Linked DNA regions of Zea mays: region 2 is linked to region 1. The links are chromatin contacts, called in public Hi-C maps. All regions are on one chromosome and are shown on one strand. Each heading gives the region's core, a stretch centred on a gene start, on an enhancer-like site or on the middle of the called end of the contact. The rest is flanking DNA. Distances are from core to core; before and after follow the strand shown.

Region 1 (5,009 bases), core at 1,759-4,258:
ATGAGTGTGACGTTGTTCGGCACCACCGGCTCTTCATCTGTCCCAGCGATGCCGTCTTCTGTTGTGGCATCAGTGAATCTCCCTTGCTGCTGCATCTCCCGGACCAACTGGAACGCGTCGTGGATGTGGCCCTGCACGACGCAGCCAGTGATGAGAGTGTTCCAAGAGACCACGTCGCGGGGCTCGATCGCGGCGAAGATCCACCGCGCAGCTTCCATGTCGCCGAGGCGCGCGTACAAGTCCATGAGCGCGTTCTGCACGAATGGGTTATCCGCCATGCCGCGCTTCAGGACGTAACCGTGCACAGCTTCCTTGCCGGCAAAGGTCTCTGAACGAGCGCACGCGGGCAGCACGCCCGCAATGGTGGTCTCGCTGGGTACGACGCCGGCCTCGGCCTCCATCCGGGCGAAGAGCTCCAATGCCTCCTCGTCCATGCCAGCCTGCGCATATCCGCAGACCATGGCGTTCCACAGCCCGAGCTGACGGTGTCCGCCCGGGACCATGTCGAACACCCGCCTCGCCACGCCCACCCGCTCATGGCTCGCGTACATGTCCACGAGCGCGCTTGCTACGAACGAGTTGGCGGCGAGGTCGGAGTCCTTGAGGACGTAGGCGTGCATCTCCCGGCCGAGGGAGAGCATCTCCAGCTGGGAACACGCCGGGAGCGCGCTCGCGAACGTGATACCGTCCGGGCGCACCCCGCGCGCGACCATGTCGTAAATCACCTCGATGGCCTCGCCACAGCGCCCGCTCTGCACCAGCAGGCTGACCATGGTGTTCCACGTAACGACGCCACCGCCCGGCGAGTCGGTGGTGTCGACGGAGCCGAAGAGCATCTGCGCGTCGTCGACAAGGCCGAGGCGCGCGTACATGGAGAGCAGCGCGTTAAACGCGAACCGTTCGTCGCCGTCCAGGAACCCGTTCTTGAGAGCGAACGCGTGCGCCTCACGGCCGAGGCGCAGGTCCTCAGCGAGGTGGGAGCACGCGAGCAGGACGCTCACAAGCGTGAATGAGCTGAGCGGGTGGCCCTCCAGGAGCATGTCGCGGAGCGCGTCCAGTGCCGGGAGCCAGCGGCGGAAGAGGCAGAGCGCGGCGATGAGGGAGTTAAAGGTGACGGCGTCGCGGCTGGGCATGGCATTGAAGAGCGCGAGCGCGGCGGTGAGGTCGCCGCATCGCGCGTAGGCGGTGAGGAGCGCGTTGGCGACGGCCGGGGTGAACCCATGGAGGAGATCGCGGCGCAGCGCAGCGCCGTGAATGGACCGGACGGCTATGAGGGAGCGAAGCGCGGCGGCGGACTTGGCGGCGGGCGGGAGCGCGAAGTGGTCGAGCGGGGCATGGGAGGAGGACGCCGCCGACAAGGATGATAGCGCGTGGAGAGCAGCGGCATGGTTGCCTGCGGCAGTGAGAGAGCGGATAGTGGCGGCGGTGGGTGGCTGCGGTAGGGGTGGCGTGGGTGGTGGAGGTGGGGAGGTGATAGGGAGGGGCGTGGCGGCCATTGAGCGGCGGAGGGGATTGGCCGCCGATTGGGATTTGGGGCTCGGCTAGGGGCTTCAGCGTCGAGTCCACAGTCCACTCGAGTCGAGTGTTTGGGTGTGGATGACACGATCCTGCGGGGTGTAAATGGATTAGGTAGGGATGGATATTAGTTTTTTTCTATTTTAATTTGGATTTATATTTAAATATAAACAGCATACGTTAAATAAAATATAAATGAATATTAATATTAAAAACATATGATTTAAGTGTTTAATATGAACCGGACTCGAATACACATCTCTAAGACTATCTTCAGCAACTTACTCATCTTCATATCCATATTTAAGTTTCACCATGGGAACAATGCATTCTACAGTACAAAACATTGCAAAACATTGTTTTAACTTACCATATAGGTGAAGTGTTGAACATGGTCTAAGGCTCCGTTTGTTTTCCCTGAGATTTTCATAATATAATTTTGCACAAAATCTAAGATATTATCTCACAATGCAGTTGGAAGTAGATTCTACAAACTTTAGATGTAAGTACAATATCCAAGACATAATATCTAATTGTGTTTGGTTTATTATGAGATATTTTTGTGAGGATTCTAAAAATCCATGGAAAACAAACAAGCTCTAAATAGATTCCAATGTATTAGAATGAGTAAAATGCAGTAACATTTTTGAATTTGATACGTTGTATCACTTGAGTCATCAAACTTACAAAACCAGTAAAACATGTCTTCTAGCTTTGTCGACCCGCCAAAACCGTCCAAACCCGATTTTGTTCAAACAGAATGCGGACGTGGCATGTCACGTTGGAGTCATTTGGGTCCCGATTTTGACATGATGTACTGGGTTCTTGAACTTGACGTACTATGTTATTTGAGTCCCCAAAGTTTCATTTATATGCTTAACATGTCCCGTCACGAGTCACGACGATATCTGATTTGAGCAAATCTAATTTTGAACAGTTTTACGCAGGCCGATAAAGTTAGAGAACATATTTCTAAAAAAGTTAGAGGGCGTATTTTAATTTATTTTATTAGTTTACTTAGTGACTTTCATGATATAACATGACAAGTTCAAGAAAGAATAAGGGGGTGTTTGGTTGCTCCTGCTAAAGTTTAGCTCGGGTCACATCAAGCGTTTGACTTTTAAATAGGAGTATGAAATATAGACCCAACCAACTGGACTAGATTCGTCTCGTCTTTTAATCTTCGGCTGACAAATTAGTTTTATAATCTGACTATATTTAATACCCGGAACGGAGGTTCAAACATTCGATGGGACAAAGGGCTAAATTTTAGCGGGGTGTAACCAAACACCCCCTAAGTTCAAAAATACCTGCATCCCAATTGCGAGTGCCTGGTCGATGACTCGATGGTCGTGCCGTGACTGTTCGGCTGACAAATTAGTTTTATAATCCGACTATATTTAATACCCGGAACGGAGGTTCAAACATTCGATGAGACAAGAGCTAAATTTTAGCGGCCCCCTAAGTTCAAAAATACCTGCATCCCAATTGCGAGTGCCTGGTCGATGACTCGATGGTCGTGCCGTGACTGCCGTCCTGCTGCTGTCGAGTTCACGCACTCCTGTGACTCCTCCTGTCTTTCCCCCGCCTGCCTGCCACAACCAGTCGACCACGGCACCACCATCATGCGGCGAAGACCGAAGACCGAAGACCGTTAGCGCCAGCGGGAAGCTTCGTTGCATTTCTCCCCCAACTCCACCCGCCTACCCCGCCCCGCCTCGAAGGGGAAAGGGCACTCCCGCGCCCCCAAGTCGAAACGCAAGGTAAACCAACCCCCAGCTCTTCCTGCTCCGGTCTGATTCACTTCCGCTTTGCGCTAAGCCGTTGCGGTCGGATCAACGCGGGCGAGCTTGGTTTTCGCGCAATTTGGTGTCGCGTGACTGGTGGGTTGTGTCCTAGCTTTCGCTTGGGTTTTGATGCGGGGATCAAATATCTGTACGGCTGGCTGTTCTCCTCTTTAGTGCCATGCTTCATTTTGATCCATTGTCTAGGTGATGCTTGTGGCACGTAGGTTGGGTGTTTGGGCGATTTGGGGTTTCCTTATTCTGGGGCAAATTCAGGACGTTGGTGGCGGCATGCTGTTAATTATACAAGACTTTATTTTTTCGCCAGCGTTCAGGTGTTTCATTAATAGGAAGAAAGAAAGTGTGGCCGCACACGGGCGGGCTCGGGTGGTAATGAGTTTACAAAGGTTATTACAATTTCTGAGACTGGGATGCTTATTTTCGAATGTTGTGGGTTATGCTGCTACTTCCAGGCTATGTTTCGGAGCAATTAGATCATCAAAGATTATTTTTTCTAATACCGGATCTCAGTTGGCTGTTTCGACATTGCTAATTTTCTTTCTTTTATCTTCTGATTACTGAAAATACTTTACAGGACAGTTTGCTTACCGGTTTTGTGTTCTTACTTGGTTGTGATTATAATCACCCGAGACCTTGTCGTATGTGGATATCATGCTTGAAGATTTGATATACTCGTGTTAGCAGCTAAATTCGAAGAAAATGGTGATGGGAAGAGAGGACAAATATGTGAGGTTAGCCATCCCCTGTTGCTTGACAAGTTGAGTACATTATTTTGTTGAAGTGTTTTACGTTCATAACATGTCATGCTAGCGTTGGGAAACATGGTATGCTATATGCTAACAGTGAATAAGATTAGTTGCGTAAAATAGGACCACTTGCAAGTAGATAATCATAGATTATACCTTCCTGTCGCATAGCACAGTGGGAGATTGCCATTGAAACATGTAAATCATAAATCTTGACATGATGCCATCAGCCATCGTTCTATGACAACCATTAAAGTATCATCATAAGCCTCCCACTCACACTAGAGTTAATTGTGCCAGCATTTTGCACCCATGGCTCTTGTGTGTGCCTCATGCTTTGCTCGTGGTAGTGGCTTAGTCAACGGATATGCCATGTCCACGTCAATGTGCACCTTGCATATCTTCCAATATTTTCAAATCGTCTAGTCGGTGATAAGGTCGACTAGTCTTTGATTAGGGAGACTAGTCACCCCTAGTCAGCAGTTAGTCGTCCTACCTCCTCTAGGGCCCACACACACACACATATATATATATATAGAGAGAGAGAGAGGGAGGGAGAGAGAGAGAGAGGGAGAGGGAGAGGGAGAGAGAGAGAGAGAGAGAGAGAGAGAGAGAGAGAGAGAGAGAGAGAGGGAGAGAGGGAGAGAGAGAGAGGGAGGGAGGGAGGGAGAGAGGGAGGGAGGGAGGGAGGGAGGGAGGGAGAGAGAGAGAGAGAGAGAGAGAGAGAGAGAGAGAGAGAGAGAGAGAGAGAGAGAGAGAGAGAGAGAGAGAGAGAGAGAGAGAGAGAGAGAGAGGGAGGGAGGGAGGGAGGGAGCGAGAGAGAGAGAGAGAGAGAGAGAGAGAGAGAGAGAGAGAGAGAGAGAGAGAGAGAGGGAGGGAGGGAGGGAGGGAGGGGGAGAGGGAAAGGGAGAGGGGGAGGGGGAGGGGGAGGGGGGGGGGGGAG
Region 2 (5,009 bases), core at 1,265-3,764, 660 kb before region 1:
CACCCCCATGGCATTGCATTAAGAAGAAACTTTTTGCACGTAGGTCAAGAAACACCCCGGAGTCCAGCTGTCCTGGAAGTGTCATGTATAACATAGGAACACAGCCGATGAGGTGTGTATTTTAATCCAGGCATGTTTAAATTTGTCAGAATAGTAGCTAACACATGCGCTAGTCCTAAGGGCCCAGGCTGCATAGATGGTATTGATGTATTAGGGAAGGTTTATCTGATTGTATCCTATTGATGTATTAGGCAAGGTTCCCCTGATTAGGATCCTATGTACCATAGGCGAGCTGCTCCGAAAAGGAGCAAAAGTGTTATGGGTGGACGGAGGGCCAGCCCACCTACCCTCCTCACAACGAGTCTGGACTAATGTGAACAGTACCCGTGGTAGTGTACCTATGAGGAAGGGATAAGGATTAGGAAAGAGATTATATTACATCAGGTTGCTCCCTTAGTTCTAGGGATTAGTTTCTTAAGGGTTAAGTCCACTCTCATAAAAGGATGGGATTGTATCTCCCTTCAAGCAAGAAGCCAAGAAATGAAGAATTAATCCAATTTCCCCAAATAACTCTAAGTCTCTCTTCACGCCGACTTTGCTCAGCCATCTTCCTGCTAATGGTTGTCCCAAATGATCTAAGGATCATAACAGTTCCCATCGCCTACATGAAAAAATAATTAATGTGTTCTCTACCACAAGTTAGCTTGGGCCAACTTCAATACATCTGAACAAGTTCACCAATACATTGTGCCACAAGACAATAGTAAACTTGACAAGAAAACACCATCGGCACTAATAATAATTAGCAGACCCTGAATTTGCAACACATGGTAAAAAGGTAAGGAGTTTACTGAGTGTATGAAGGCTGCCTTTCCTGAACCCAAAAAAACTTAAAATATTTGAATGACATAATTGAAAAAAAAATAAATTGCACTAACCATCTGCCTCAATATCAGGCGGAGATTCTTCTATCATAGCTACAGGCTCATTGCCTTCCTCGTAGGCATCACATTCTTCAGCTTCAACTTTGCAGTTTGCTGGATCTGGCATGTATTTTCTAGATTCTGGGTCCATAAAACAGTAGTTCAAAAGTTATACGCATGATAAATTTGATAGTTGAAGATCATGCAGAACTATGAAAGACATAAGATGGGAATAAACTGGAAATTACAGCAATCAGTGAAAGAAAATGAGATAGTAAATTGCCAAGGCATGATGGTCAGCACAAAAAAATATCACTAATATAGATCAGCATCCTTATCAGTTGCCTGATATTTGGCTATGGCTTCAATCACATTTTTTGGGTGTTGGATCGATCCAACAGCCAAGATATGCACCCCCTTGACACTCTCCCTTCTTTATCTTCTTCCTCGCTCCTTTCCTCTTCCTCATTTACAACCGATGCAGCAATAGCCAAAGAGATTACATCCCAAACTTGCAAGCTTTGTTCGGTCGCACAGGCTGGTCTTGAGTGTGTTGTTCATATGTTCATGATTATGTAAATCATATTACAGGCATTGATCAAGGTAGGGCATACAAATAATTAGTTTGCACAAACCAAATGCAGAGATGAATGACATCGTGCCAATACAGCAGAACATATCACCCACAGCCAAGTGTCAATTGCAATAATTATCCCCACTAATTTCCACCACTTGGTCATTTCATTGGTAACAGATTGCTTAGTAAATGATAATCTGAATTGCCACTACGCCAACTCAAAGGATTGAAAAAGAGAACCACAATCCCACATTTCACAGCCTCGATTAAAACAAAAAGTGCCTTCACAACACTTGGGGCTAGTTTGGGAGTCAGGGAATTGGAGGGGAACGAGGGGGGCTAAAATACCCTTCCTATTTTGAATAGAAAGGGGGGATTTTAGCACTTGAGGCCGAAGGCTTTAGTAAAGCCCGAGCACATGGTAAGGTCAAATCAAATCACCTCAAAAGTTCCAGAGAACGCATGGAATAATTCAATTCAAACAACCAACCACTGTCTTTCCCCAGTTTGGAATCCACAGCCAATTCGCAAATTCTAGGGAATATGAAAAAAAAAAAGATAATCAGAAATCCTCTCTCACCTTTGTCGCGTCGGAGCTCCTCCCGTCGTCGCTTGCGGTGGCACGCCCAGTCGGCAAGAGATGAGCACCCCTCGCCGGTGGCGCCCTTGGCCCCGAGGGCGTCATCCCCAGCGACGATCTCGATCCGCAACACCCGGTCAGAGAAGTTGACCGAGTTGAAGGCGAACTCAAAGCTCGGGCCCCCACTCGCCGGCGAGAAGTCCGGGTCCATCCCCGCCTCCTCGAACCAATCAGCTACGCGCGTCCCCACGCCTCACGTCACCTCTGAAGTCTGAAGTACAGCCGCCTAAGGGGCCATTGACAGGATAGACGGAGGCCCCAGCTAAACCTAGCAAGGCTTCGAAAAGGAAACCGCGATACGGGAGCGAGAGCGAGCGAGGTGTGACCGTGTCCGTGTGGAGTTTGCCTGAGGCGGAGACGAACAAGAACACGAGAAGCGGAGACGTGGAGGGGTAGCGTCGTGATATAGAGAAATCTGGGGGTGTTTAAACGGGAAGAAAAAGGACAGCTGAACAAGACAGAGTAAATTCGTACCCTCCGGTGGGGACAGGTAGATAAATACACTTCACGCACTTCACGAAGTAGAAATTCGTACCCTCGAAGTAGAAATTCGTACCCTCCGTGGTGTTTGGTTCCAACCTCTAAGTTTTAGTGAGTCATTTTTTGTTTTGAAAATACTAAACGGGAAGACTAAAATAGATCTTTTAAATAGGATTTCTATAGACTAAAGTTTAGTCTTAAATTTTAGGAGTGTAATTAAAGAAATCATTAGTACAAATATGGTTTAAAACATGTCAGACTTGATTTTAATGTATTTTTAGATATTTTTGTCCTGCTATGCGTATGTGCACATACAAAAGATAAAAAGACGCATAAGGACAAAAATATTTAAAATGACACTGAATTAAGTTAATTTGACGTGTTTTGAGTTCTATTTTTGTGAATCTAATGTTTGAAATAACAAAAGTATGTTAAGGTTCTCTTTGAAATCTCTAGTGCTGATAGTTAGCTGCTAAAATTAGTTGTGAAGATGCGAAACACCCGAGCTGAGACCTCAACTTATTGGTAACTAACTATCCACAAACGATTAGGTTATTAGTTGGTTTAATCTAGTAAACAATTTGTTAGCAGGCTAAGCTTTAGAGGTTTCAAACAGAGTCTAACTAAAAAAACCTTTGATTATTACGGTAAGAAAGGTACATATACATCTTTTATTTGGGTTACAGTTACTATTCAGATTTTAGATCGAAGAAATATATTTAGATTGAGATTTCTAGCTATCTATATTACCTCATGACAGAGACTCGTTATTTTAGTAAGATATTTAAGAAAAGATGGGCAAAAAATATGATAAAATATTGGTACTTCAATATTATATTTATTTATTTATTATTTGGCATAGAAGGATAGTTCCAACAATAGATGGTTCCTCTAGAATTCAATGAGTTGTTATATAGACCAAAAATGTGATATGTCACAAGACTTAATGAAGAAGAAAAATAGGAAATCATTTTCAAACTGAAAATAGAAGCAAATATAAGTTGTTTGAGATGTTAGAGTGACCACCAATCTTAATGGAGATGTAGGAAAATATTTCAGATGCTTCGAGGGCCTGAGGCAATGTGACCTTTTTATCTCCCCTTATATTCAACTTGGTGGTTGATGCCATGGTTTGTCTACCATTTTAGAGAGCTTTTGGGAAGGGGGTATATCAATGGAGTAACTTATCATCTCGCTGGGGCGAGCCTAAATAACTTGGAATACATTGATGATACAGCTTTGTTCATCTAAAACTTAGGAAGAGATATTGCAAATCTTAATGGTGTGTTTGGTTTATGGAGTCACTGTATGCTTCATGAGGTGACGCATCATAAGTTCATTCCATCAATTTTGGTGGAATCAACCCACTCCTCATGTATATACTAATTATTAGCTTATGAGGAATGGGGTAGTGATGGATCAACCCATTCTATTCCATAAACCAAATAAAAAAGTGAGGAGTGAGAAGAAGATGGATCACTTCATTCCTCAAACCAAACACTTTGTAAATTTCTTCAGTTCTGCTTTGAAGAGGTTTTGGGTATACAGATTAACTACCCATAGGTGCATACAATTAGGATTGATGAGGTGGAAACTTAGAGAATTGTGGATGGTTTTAATTGCAAGGCGAAGAACTTTGCCATGAAATATCTAGGACATCAATTAGGTACAAGAGGATGGCCAAGTAAGAGCTCGGTGAATAAAACAGGCAAATTAGAGTAAAGGTTAGAGACTTGAAAGTGTTGTCAATTATCTTATGGAGGAAGATCAATGTTGATCATTTCAAGTTTGACCAATACCCTATGTATACAATGGGCTATTGGATTCATGAAGGGATTCAGAAGAGATTAGATCAAATTAGAGGGAGATTTTTCTTGTGAAGGTGTGGGAAATAAAAAGAATTATCTCATGATCAAATTAGCGGGTGGGGCTTCAAAAGAGTTTATCGGTCTAGGTTTCGTTGATACTATAGTCATAAACACAATGCTTTAGCTAAGTGGATTTATGAAGATCCCTCTGCACCTATCTGCAACACTAGGCGATGGATCTCGAACTAATGCTGATATTAGTCCTAGTTCAAAACAACTAGGGTAAAACCAAAAAACGAAGATCCTTCCTCTACTTGTGATAGATGGTAAGTTGGTAACTACCTTTGCTTCATAAAAAAATAGTTTTGCATAGCGTCTTCAAATCATTAGTTGTTATAAAGTCCAAGCTACTAGGTTATATAACGTCCTTGTTGTGTAACATCGATATATAAAAAGGCTAATACATTTATTTTGCGTCACTTAACGCCCGTACTAAGGCTATCTCCAGTAGATATTCTATCTCATCTCCTATTCTAAATTTCACTCTGCAAACAATGTTGTATATAGTGCAAAACATTGTT

Evidence for each region. A called contact is a pair of places that touch in the nucleus more often than the background predicts.
Region 2: a Hi-C map of tassel shows a contact between it and region 1, with 2.7 times the contacts expected there. The contact joins the promoter of LOC100282557 here to the promoter of LOC103629857 in region 1. A contact is called at or near these places in 4 of 25 Hi-C or Micro-C datasets (ear, endosperm, leaf and 1 more).

What each region holds. Positions count from the first base shown.
Region 1 is chr6:116,809,578-116,814,586 of Zm-B73-REFERENCE-NAM-5.0, reverse strand. LOC103629857 (cyclic nucleotide-gated ion channel 1) reads left to right here and starts at 3,008. Exons shown (of 8, transcript XM_020539432.2): 1 at 3,008-3,278; 2 at 3,895-4,051. The coding sequence starts at 4,020. LOC103629856 (pentatricopeptide repeat-containing protein At3g57430, chloroplastic) reads right to left here and starts at 1,578. Exons shown (of 1, transcript XM_008650948.4): 1 at 1-1,578. The coding sequence starts at 1,496.
Region 2 is chr6:117,466,934-117,471,942 of Zm-B73-REFERENCE-NAM-5.0, reverse strand. It overlaps LOC100282557 (GAMYB-binding protein), which reads right to left and starts at 2,514. Exons shown (of 6, transcript NM_001155465.1): 1 at 2,081-2,514; 2 at 939-1,064. The coding sequence starts at 2,291.